2 separate regions of the Sus scrofa genome follow, and region 1 is linked to region 2. Evidence: chromatin contacts called from public HiChIP or PLAC-seq data. All regions are on one chromosome and are shown on one strand. The core of a region is the stretch at or near the end of the contact, and the rest is flanking DNA. Distances in the headings are between cores, read along the strand shown. Region 1 holds the start of LOC110259558. Region 2 holds the start of L2HGDH (L-2-hydroxyglutarate dehydrogenase, mitochondrial).

Region 1 (4,536 bases), core at 1,287-3,786, 520 kb before region 2:
AGCTCCCATGGCAAGATTGGGTCTCTAATAAGAAAAAACATCTCTTCTTTCTTACCTTCTAAGACTGTTGGCTGTTTAAGCCCTCAGTGAATATACTCTCTTATAAGATGATGTCTACATAAGGAATCTGATAACAGGTTAGCTATTCCCATAACAAATGGCATGCATGTGTGTTGTGTAATTATTACTGGACTGAACATCCACACATAAAGTGCATGAGTGTGGGATCCAAGCCGCATCTGTGACCTACACCACAGCTCACGGCAGTGCCAAATCCTTAACCCACTGATCGAGGCCAGATCAATCCCACAATCTCATAGTTCCTAGTCGGATTCATTTCCACTTCACCACAGGGGGAACTCACAGAACTTTGTTTTTCATTTTTATTTTCTTTTCCTCTTACTTTTTTTTTTTTTTTTTTGGTGGCATGCAGTGGCTTGATGTGGAATTTCAGTTCCCAGGTTCAGGGATTGAACCTGGGCAGTAGCAGTGAAAGCACTAAAATCAAATCCTGACCACTAGACCACCAGGGAACTCCTCTAAAACTTCAAGTTAACTGTAGATTCACATTAATTTGTAAGAAATAATGCAGAAAGACCCCTTATAGACCTTTTGCCCTATTTCCCCCCATGATAACATTTTGCATAATTGTAGTATAATATCACAACCACGACATTGACATCAGTACAATCCTAGGGGTTTATTCAAATGTCACCAGTTTTACATTCACTCCTCATTTGTGTGAGTATATATTTAGATCTATGCAATTTTGTCACGTGTGATCTGCTTTTGAATCTCAGCTCTGCCAACTAGCTATGTGGTCCTGAGCAAATTCCTTCACTTCTCTGAGGCCCAATTTCCTCATTTGCAAAATGGATATAAAAACGTCTGCCACCTAAGGGTGGTGTGAGGACTAGGTAAGTTCATCCTGTAGAGTTTGCAGCACACTGGATTCTCAATAACTGGTAGTTTCTTTCCTGTCTATCCCTTGTTCTTTCAGTAGCAGGGGAGCATTCTCTAGTTTCTTGCTGAGCTAACCAGGCTTGTGTATTATAATAAATCAGGTGTCTCCTTCTTCAAGGGCAACACATTCAATCCCGCAGCCTAAAGAGAGAACAGTGGTGTCACCTCCGGCCCACCGCTGACACCTCTAGGCTTGGACTGGGATCCTGTCTGCATCCAGGTCAGGGGTGTAGGGATGAGGGGAGTGAGAAGCAGAGACTCGGGGAGCCAGAGGAGTAGGGATAGGAGGGAGGAGCCAGTAAATGCTGAGCAACGCCAAGGAGTTTCTGTCCTCTGTGGCTATTGACCGACCGAGGGTTGGATGTACCCGGGGAAGGCTGGATAGCGGGAGGGAGGGAGCCTAAAAGGACAGGTGGCAGGTAAGGAAGCCAGTCTAAACCTGGTAAGAGGGTCGCATTTGCTCCATAAGGTTCAGAGTCAAGTCCGGAGCTCTTCCACCTCCTGGACCCCTCTTCCAATGACCGCCAATGGACGCTCGAGGGCTGAGTAATCCAAGGCCTCCTGGGGGCAAGAGAGGCACCTGAATCTCCACCCTGAGGTTCCACGGGCTGGAGGTAGGGACCATTCCCCGACCCGGAGACGTCGCCAGCCAGGTGTTGTAGGCGCAGAGGGGTGTGTGCGCTCCCTTTGGAAGAAAGGAGAGGCTATTGGGCAGGGGGGTCGACCTCAGGGCGCTGACCTCCTCCGCCTGGGCTCCCGCGAGCCGCGGCGTTTTCAAATTCAAATCTCCCAGGCGACAGCCCCAGCGTCCCAGACAAAACGGGACCGGGCTCCGCGGTGCTCCGGCCACCCGAGTCGCAGAGGTGGTGGAGCGCGTGGGAGACGGACCCCTGCAAGTGTCAGGGCGGCGCCCGGCGCTCCTCCCTCAGCGGCCCCAGCTGCGCGGGCCGCGGAGGAGGAGCCGCGCCCTGGCCGGCGTCGCCCTAGCTCCTCCTCCCCGCGCGGGGCCTGGCCCTTCCTCCCCGGCGTCCAAAGCTTCGGGTGGCCGCAGCCGAGCGGGTAGCCGAGCGCGCTGGGCGCGGCTATCCCGCTGCCACCGCCGCCGCGTCCGAGCTCGAGTGCTCCCGCGGTCATGGTCCCCGCGGCGGCGCCGGCCGCCTGAGCCCCGGGACGCGGTAAGCGCAGAGCTCTCTCCCGGGGACCCCCGCCCCGCGGCCTGGGGGTGTGCAGAGGCCTCGGGCTGCCCCCGCGCTTCGGCGAGGCCCTGTGCTCCGGGGCGGCCCCGGCACCGTGACAGGCTGGGGTTTCCCCTCTGAGGCCAGGGCTCGGCGGTGGCTGTCCCCGCGGGCCGGGAGCAGGGGGTGGCGGCCGACTCGGTCCGGGGCGCTCCCGCGGGACGAGGCGGGGAGGGGGCGGCGTGGGCGGCGGAGGAGGGGCAGGTCAAGGAGCGCGGGCTGCGCGGGCGGGGGGCGAGCGGGCGGGCGTGGAGGATGCGCGCCGCAGCCTCCGGGAGCCGCGCTTTTGTGAGCGCTGGCTCCTTACATATGGAAATGACGCTCGTGCGGGTCCCCATTCGCGTCCTTTTGAAGGACGCCCGCCCGGAACCCCGGCGTCGGCTGCGAAGTATTGTCCCGCTCCCCGAGCCCTAACAAAGCGTCCTCCCCCGCTTTGCAGAGCACTGGAGGCAGGCGGCCGGCTGTGCGGACGCGACGGAGAGGCCGACAGAAGGTAGGCGAGGATGGCGGGGGCCGAGAGACCTGCTTCCTGGGGACCCAGTGAGGTTTCTGGGGGTGGTGAAGGGCAGGCGAGTCGGGGGCGCATCCGCTTCGCAGGCTGCCGGGGACCTGGGCGACGCGCCCCCGCACCGGCCGCACCTCACCTCCCGGGTCTGCAGCGCAGCGGGGTCTGGGCACCTTCGCTGCCTGCGTGGTCCCGGCCCGCAGCTGCCAGCTGAAAGCAGCTGCTGTGTGATGGTCGAGGAGCGGACTTGAGTCCGGGAGGGAGCAGAAGGGGCGGTTATTCGGTTGCCTTGTGCCACCCGGGCAGCCCTGTGGCTGAGAAACTGAAGTGAAACCTGTCTAGGGAACCCTGAGGTGTTAGCCTAGGCTGAGTAGCGGAGAGCTGATGGCCGTCAGTTAAGTGGGAATTATAGAAGGTGTGCGGAATCATTGCAGAGAGAAGGATTTCCCCAGTGCAATTACTAAGAAAAGGAGAAGAACGGAAAGACACTCCATTATTGCTTGAAAGCCTGGACCGCCAGACCCGCAGAATGGAAATATTGAGGGAGTAGCTTCTTGGGTTCCAGGGGCTGGGATTCTGCAGCTACCAAACCGGTCCTTGACAAAAGGACAGAGCTGATGGAAACAGTTTACTGCTCAGAGCTCTTTCTGTGAAGTTGAAAGAGAGGGAGCAATGGGAAGAGGCAATTTCCCAGCCTCAGCCCTGACAAACCAGGGCTAGGGTGCCAATAAAATGGGAACTGGAAAAATCGTCCTACCGTCAACCTTGTTTCTAGACAACTTAGCTATTATGAGATCTTCTGCTTTCTTTACTTAACTGGGACAGATCCCCTCCTGGTGTTGAATTCCTAAGACAGCCTTGCCATGCAACTTAACTCCTGAATTTGTGAAATCAAAATAGATTGCATGGTAGTCTTTTATGACAGATGTGGTAGCTTTTTACGATTAGAATCCTAATAAAGTTCACCAAGGTACACAGGCTAAGCCTCTGAAACCATGGATGATTTTCACTGTGGCTCCCTTAAATACATTAACATAAATTTATATCTGTTTACTTGTTTCCTGAGGCTTGACAGTCTGCAAGGATTTTTTTTTTTTTTCTGTGTCATGTTAATTTTATCTAGAGTCTTCCTTAGTAGCTAGTGTACTGACCTGAAATATTGAAAGGTCTTGCTGTGGAGTTGAAAGGGGCTGTGAAAATTCCCAGACTGTGTAACAGTTGCATTACAGGCTGGCTGATAAAACAATTTGTTAGGGTCTCCTCTGCTGTTGTCAGTGTACTTAAGGCGGTGAAGAGAACTGTGAAGTTTGTTTGCAGGTTTGTTTATTTTCATCTGGTCTCTGGTGATTCCTTGGAGAAACGCATTCTGACCGACAGTATAGATAAAGTGTAAGAGTTATGGATGTTCTAAATGGGTTAGACATCAGTAAAGATACTGCTAAGGCAGGAAAAGGCTTTCCAAAGGGCAACGGAAAGGCAGCCATCACAGGCACTGTCTTTGCATTAAAATGTCAAGGATCAGTCATTTTATAGGCACTTGCTCGGAATGGCCTGGGTATCTTTTTTTTTCTTGTCTTTTTTCATTTCTGATGTGTGATGACCCTTAATATCAAAAGATGTTAACTGTCACAGAGGGGGAGAATAGAGCTCCAGTGAATTCTGAACAGCCAATCTTAATTTAATAAGCAATGTTCTTATCAATAAGTCAAATGTTGTTCAAATCAGTTGTTTTAAATGTCACTGCAAATGACTTTCTAAAGTAACATTTTACCAGTCTTGATGCTTCCATTTTATGTCTATAATGAAAATACATTTTATCAGTCTAACATTGAT
Region 2 (4,275 bases), core at 748-3,247:
TTGGAAAAGTTTGGCAGTTTCTCACAAAACTAAACATGTGCTCATCATATGACCCAGTAATTAGACTCTTGGGCATTTATCCCAGAGATACAAAAAACAGGCTCACAGAAAAAGCTGTACACTAATTTTCACAGCAGCTTTATTCGAAATAGCTAAAAACTAGAAAGAGCTCACATGTGGTGAGCTTCAATGGGTGAACTGAAAAAGAGCTTCAATGGGTGAATGGTTAAACATGCTGTGTTATGTCCATACCATGAACTACTACTCAGTAATAAAGAATAAACTATCAATACATGCAACAATTTGGATGGAACTCAAGGGATTACACCGAGTGAAAAAGCCAATTCCAGAAAATTACATACTATATAATTCCATTTATTATAACATTCCTGACATAACAAAACTTTAGAGGGAGAAGAGAAAGGGGAAGAGGGTGTCCCGCCAGCAGAGGGATCCTGGTGGTGATGGCACTGTGCTACAGCTTGACTTGTGGATACAAGAATCTACATACATATGCCATAGAAGTATTCAGAACTACATACATACATGTAAAACGAGGGGTACCTGAATAAGATCCATGGCCTGTGTCGATGTCATTTTCCTGGTTGTGATATTGTATGATCATTTTAGAAGATGTTATCACTTGACTGTTTCTTACAACTACATGGGAATCTACAATTAGCTCAAAATGAAAAATCGAACTAAAAACTATTTCTTTTTTTTTCATTTGTGATGAACGAGCAGGTAACATTCCACAATGTCTTCACAAATAAAGAAAATATGTACAACTGTCCAGGTGATAAAACCATTTAAACATAACAAAAGCCATCATTTTATTGAACACTTTTCTGTGCTAAACATCTGATAAGCCTTATATCATATAATCTGCAAAAAAAGCCCTATGAGGGAGAACTCCTAGTTCACAGAGGAGGTTCTGAGGCGAAGAGGTGAAATGACTTCCCCAAGCTACCTGATTAATAAGTGGAGCCAAATTCAGAGAGGTATCAAGCCCTTCCAGCAATAAGGCTACATCATTCTATTTTCGTTCCCTTCAGCTGTCCTGACCCTAAAGATTAAAAACTTCCATCAAGCATAGGGAGCATAGCGATAAACAGGCATAGCGATACAGAATCACGTAGTTTTACAAAGGTCTTTCAAAGATCACATAGTCCACTTCCTTCATTTTACAGATAAACAGATCTGAAGTGACCTGCACAGGTGAGTCGCTATTCTTAGCCCCGCACAGCATATTTAAAACTGTATCTCGGTCCAGGATTTAAGAAAAGGAAACAGATTGCTAAATAATTATAGAGACCAAGCCCTCTGGTTCACCAAGCCTCTTAATATTTAAAGGACCAATAAATGACTGAAAGAATGACGCGCTAGGAGGCCCATATATAGAAGTCCAGGAAACTGCAGGCTAACAGGCGTTGCCATGACAGACCCTCGGTTCGAATGAAGCTAGGGCGGGGCAGCGAGCGCCCCTACGTGGGTGGGAGACTGCGGTGCCCAGCAAAGGGCCTTGAGTGACGTGGAGAGGGGTTGAGAGGGGGTGGGGCCTCCGGTGCGGGGCGGGGCCTTGAGTGACGCGGGGCTGGGCTTCGAGAGTCGCAGACAGAGGGAGGTTGAGAAGGCGGGGCCTAGAAAAGGGAGGTTGTTGGGCCTGCCCAAACCAAAATTTTTTCCATAATCATCCCCCGACTTTCTCTCGCGGCCCCGAGTCCACTCGGCAGCGAAGTCGAGGACGCGAGAGTCGGCACGCCAGATTTTCAGTCTGCCCAGCTAGGGCAGAAGGGAAAAGGCAGAGCGTAACCACCCCCTAGTCCCGCCCCGCTCGGGGACTAGCTCCTTACTCACAGCGTCGAAGGGAGGGAGGGAGCGAGTGAGCGTCCCTGGCGTCTACGGTAGCGCCGGCCTGCCCTTCGCCCTTTGCCGCGCGCGCCCATTGGCCATTAATGGCGGCTCCCACGTGAGGCAAAGGCGCGCCTCTCATTGGCCCCTGCGCAAGAGGCGGGGCTAGACAGCACTGGGACTTGGGCAGTGCTGGGATCCAGGGCCGCTTCTGGGGCTTGAGGCAGGGTAGGAGTGGGGCACCGGTGATGGTGCCGGCGCTGCGTTACCTGGGCAGCGTCTACGGACGTGCCCGCGGGGCTTTCTCCGGAGGCTTCCTCGCTGCTGGCGCGCCCGCGCCAGGGAACCTCTGGCTGTTGTGCCAAGGTGGCCGCAGAGCCAGCACCAGGTGAGTAGCCGCTGGCCCGCCCCCGCCGCTTGCGCTGCTTCTCTCAGAAGTGCCTGGTGCTGGACCTCTGCCCTTGCTCTGTTTCCCTGTCCTAGGCGCGAGAGAAGGTCGAGATCTTGTGCAGCCCGGGCTCCAACCTCTGATCCCAGGAGCTACCTGCTGGAATCGTTCGTAGTGTCTGTGAGGAAAAGAGTAAGAAAGGCAGTGTTGAGTAGAGGTCAAGAATACTTGAGGCTTTGAATACAAATCCACCACCTCCTAGTCCACTCTGGGAGGGTTACTTAAGCTCCTTAAAGGCTCAGCTGTGAATAGGATCCTAGTCTATTGCGTAGGTGGTCGTTTGCGGGATTAAAGGACCTAGCACACTGTAAACAATCAAATAGGCTGTTTATTCGCTGGCCTCCATGGTTTTACTTGGAAGGTCTGAAACCGGTCTTAAATCAGTTCTTGGCACACACATGCTGCATAGAGTTGCCCCTGTGAGAAGCAGCTCAGTTAGTTGCTAGGCAAACCCTGCAGAATTCAGCATCCTGTGATTCGAAGTTTGGAGACTTTCTCTGCTATCTGTAGAGGGAATGGTTTATGCGAAGGTTTCAAAGCTGGAAAGTTCTTGGTTGTTGAGAGAACTAGAATGTGAGCAAGATCAGTGTGACTGGAGCTTAGAGGAACAGAGACCGTGTGGAGAGGGGCTGCACCACAGCAGGGTTTTTGTGTTAACTATGTATGAAACCTTGTTCTAAGACCGCTAGGAGTCTTTTAGAGGATTTCTAAGAAGTGATTAAATGTTGATGTTTCAAAAGTTGACTCTGGCTGCTATGTATTAGTAGATTGGAGAGGGGTTAGAGTGGAATAGGATTTAGTGATTCATCGTGTGGGTATGTAGACAGTTCTTTTAGGAACTTTTTCTTAAGAGAAGAAAAGTAAGGTGAGTGAAGTTTCATTTATACTTTTTATTTTGAGGTAATTAAAGATCCATAGGAAGTTTAAAAAGAGCAGAGAGTACTCATGTAGCCTTTTTCACCCAATTTACCCCAATAATAACATCTTACATAACTGTAATACAGTATCAAAACTAGGAAATTGACGTTGGTACAATCCATAGACCTTGTTCAGATTTCATCATTTAAATGCACTCATTTGTGTATTTGTGTGTGTTTCTATGCAGTTTAATCACATGTGTTAATTTGGGTAACTGCCACCACAATTAAGAAACAAATGTTCCATCAGTACAGAGATTTTGTTACCCACCCCTTTGTGTTCACACCTCATCTCTCCACCTTTTCTCACCATTGGCAACCACAAATTTTTAGCTCTATGGTTTGGTAATTTTGAGAATGTTATGTAAGTGGAATTACACAATACGTAACCTTTTGAGATTGGCTTTTTTCACACAGCGTAATATCCTTGCAATCAATCCAAGGTGTTGCCTGTGTTGATAGTGGGTTCCATTTAATTGTTGAGTAGCACTCTGTGGTGTTAGATGTATTACACTTTGCTTAACCAGTTGAATGGTATCTGGGCTATTTCCAGTTTTGACTATTATGAATAAAGCTGCTATGAACACATGTACAGATTTTTGTAGGCACATTAAGTTTTCATTTCTCTGCGATAAATTCCAAAGAGTGCAATTGCTAAGACGTGTAGTACGCACAGGTATAGTTTCTGAGGAAACTGCCATGCTCTTTTTCCAGAATGGCTGTACTGTTTTACATTCCTACCAGCAATGTGTGGTTGGTCTAGTTCCTCTCATCCTCATCAATGTTTAGTTATCACTTAAAAAAAAAAAAAAGCCATTCTGAAAGGGGTCTGGTGATACCTTATTGTAGTTTTAGTTTGCATTTCCCTAATGACTGAAGGTACTGAGCGTATTTTCATGTTCTTTATTGCCATCATATCTATTCTTTATGATGAAATGTTTGCTTATATCTTTTGCCTGTTCTCTAAATGACTTGTTTGTTTTTTATGTATATGAGAAATGAGTCCTTTGTCAGCTATATAGTTCACAAATAAGTGTTTTCTCACAATTTATTTGTTGT

The links. HiChIP or PLAC-seq counts read pairs in DNA pulled down with a chosen protein or histone mark.
Region 1: an H3K27ac HiChIP or PLAC-seq map of skeletal muscle shows a contact between it and region 2, with 2.9 times the contacts expected there. The contact joins the promoter of LOC110259558 here to the promoter of L2HGDH in region 2. A contact is called at or near these places in 2 of 2 datasets of contacts at active chromatin or transcription factors (alveolar macrophages and skeletal muscle).

What each region holds. Positions count from the first base shown.
Region 1 is chr1:180,590,343-180,594,878 of Sscrofa11.1, reverse strand. It overlaps LOC110259558, which reads right to left and starts at 2,536. Exons shown (of 3, transcript XM_021085051.1): 1 at 2,253-2,536; 2 at 1,703-2,179; 3 at 1,434-1,524. The coding sequence starts at 2,536. The coding sequence ends at 1,744. It overlaps NIN (ninein), which reads left to right. Exons shown (of 34, transcript XR_002346861.1): 3 at 2,638-2,691.
Region 2 is chr1:180,066,890-180,071,164 of Sscrofa11.1, reverse strand. L2HGDH (L-2-hydroxyglutarate dehydrogenase, mitochondrial) reads left to right here and starts at 1,997. Exons shown (of 10, transcript XM_001926818.5): 1 at 1,997-2,239. The coding sequence starts at 2,100. It overlaps ATP5S (ATP synthase subunit s, mitochondrial), which reads right to left and starts at 2,008. Exons shown (of 5, transcript XM_013993389.2): 1 at 1,858-2,008. The coding sequence starts at 1,993.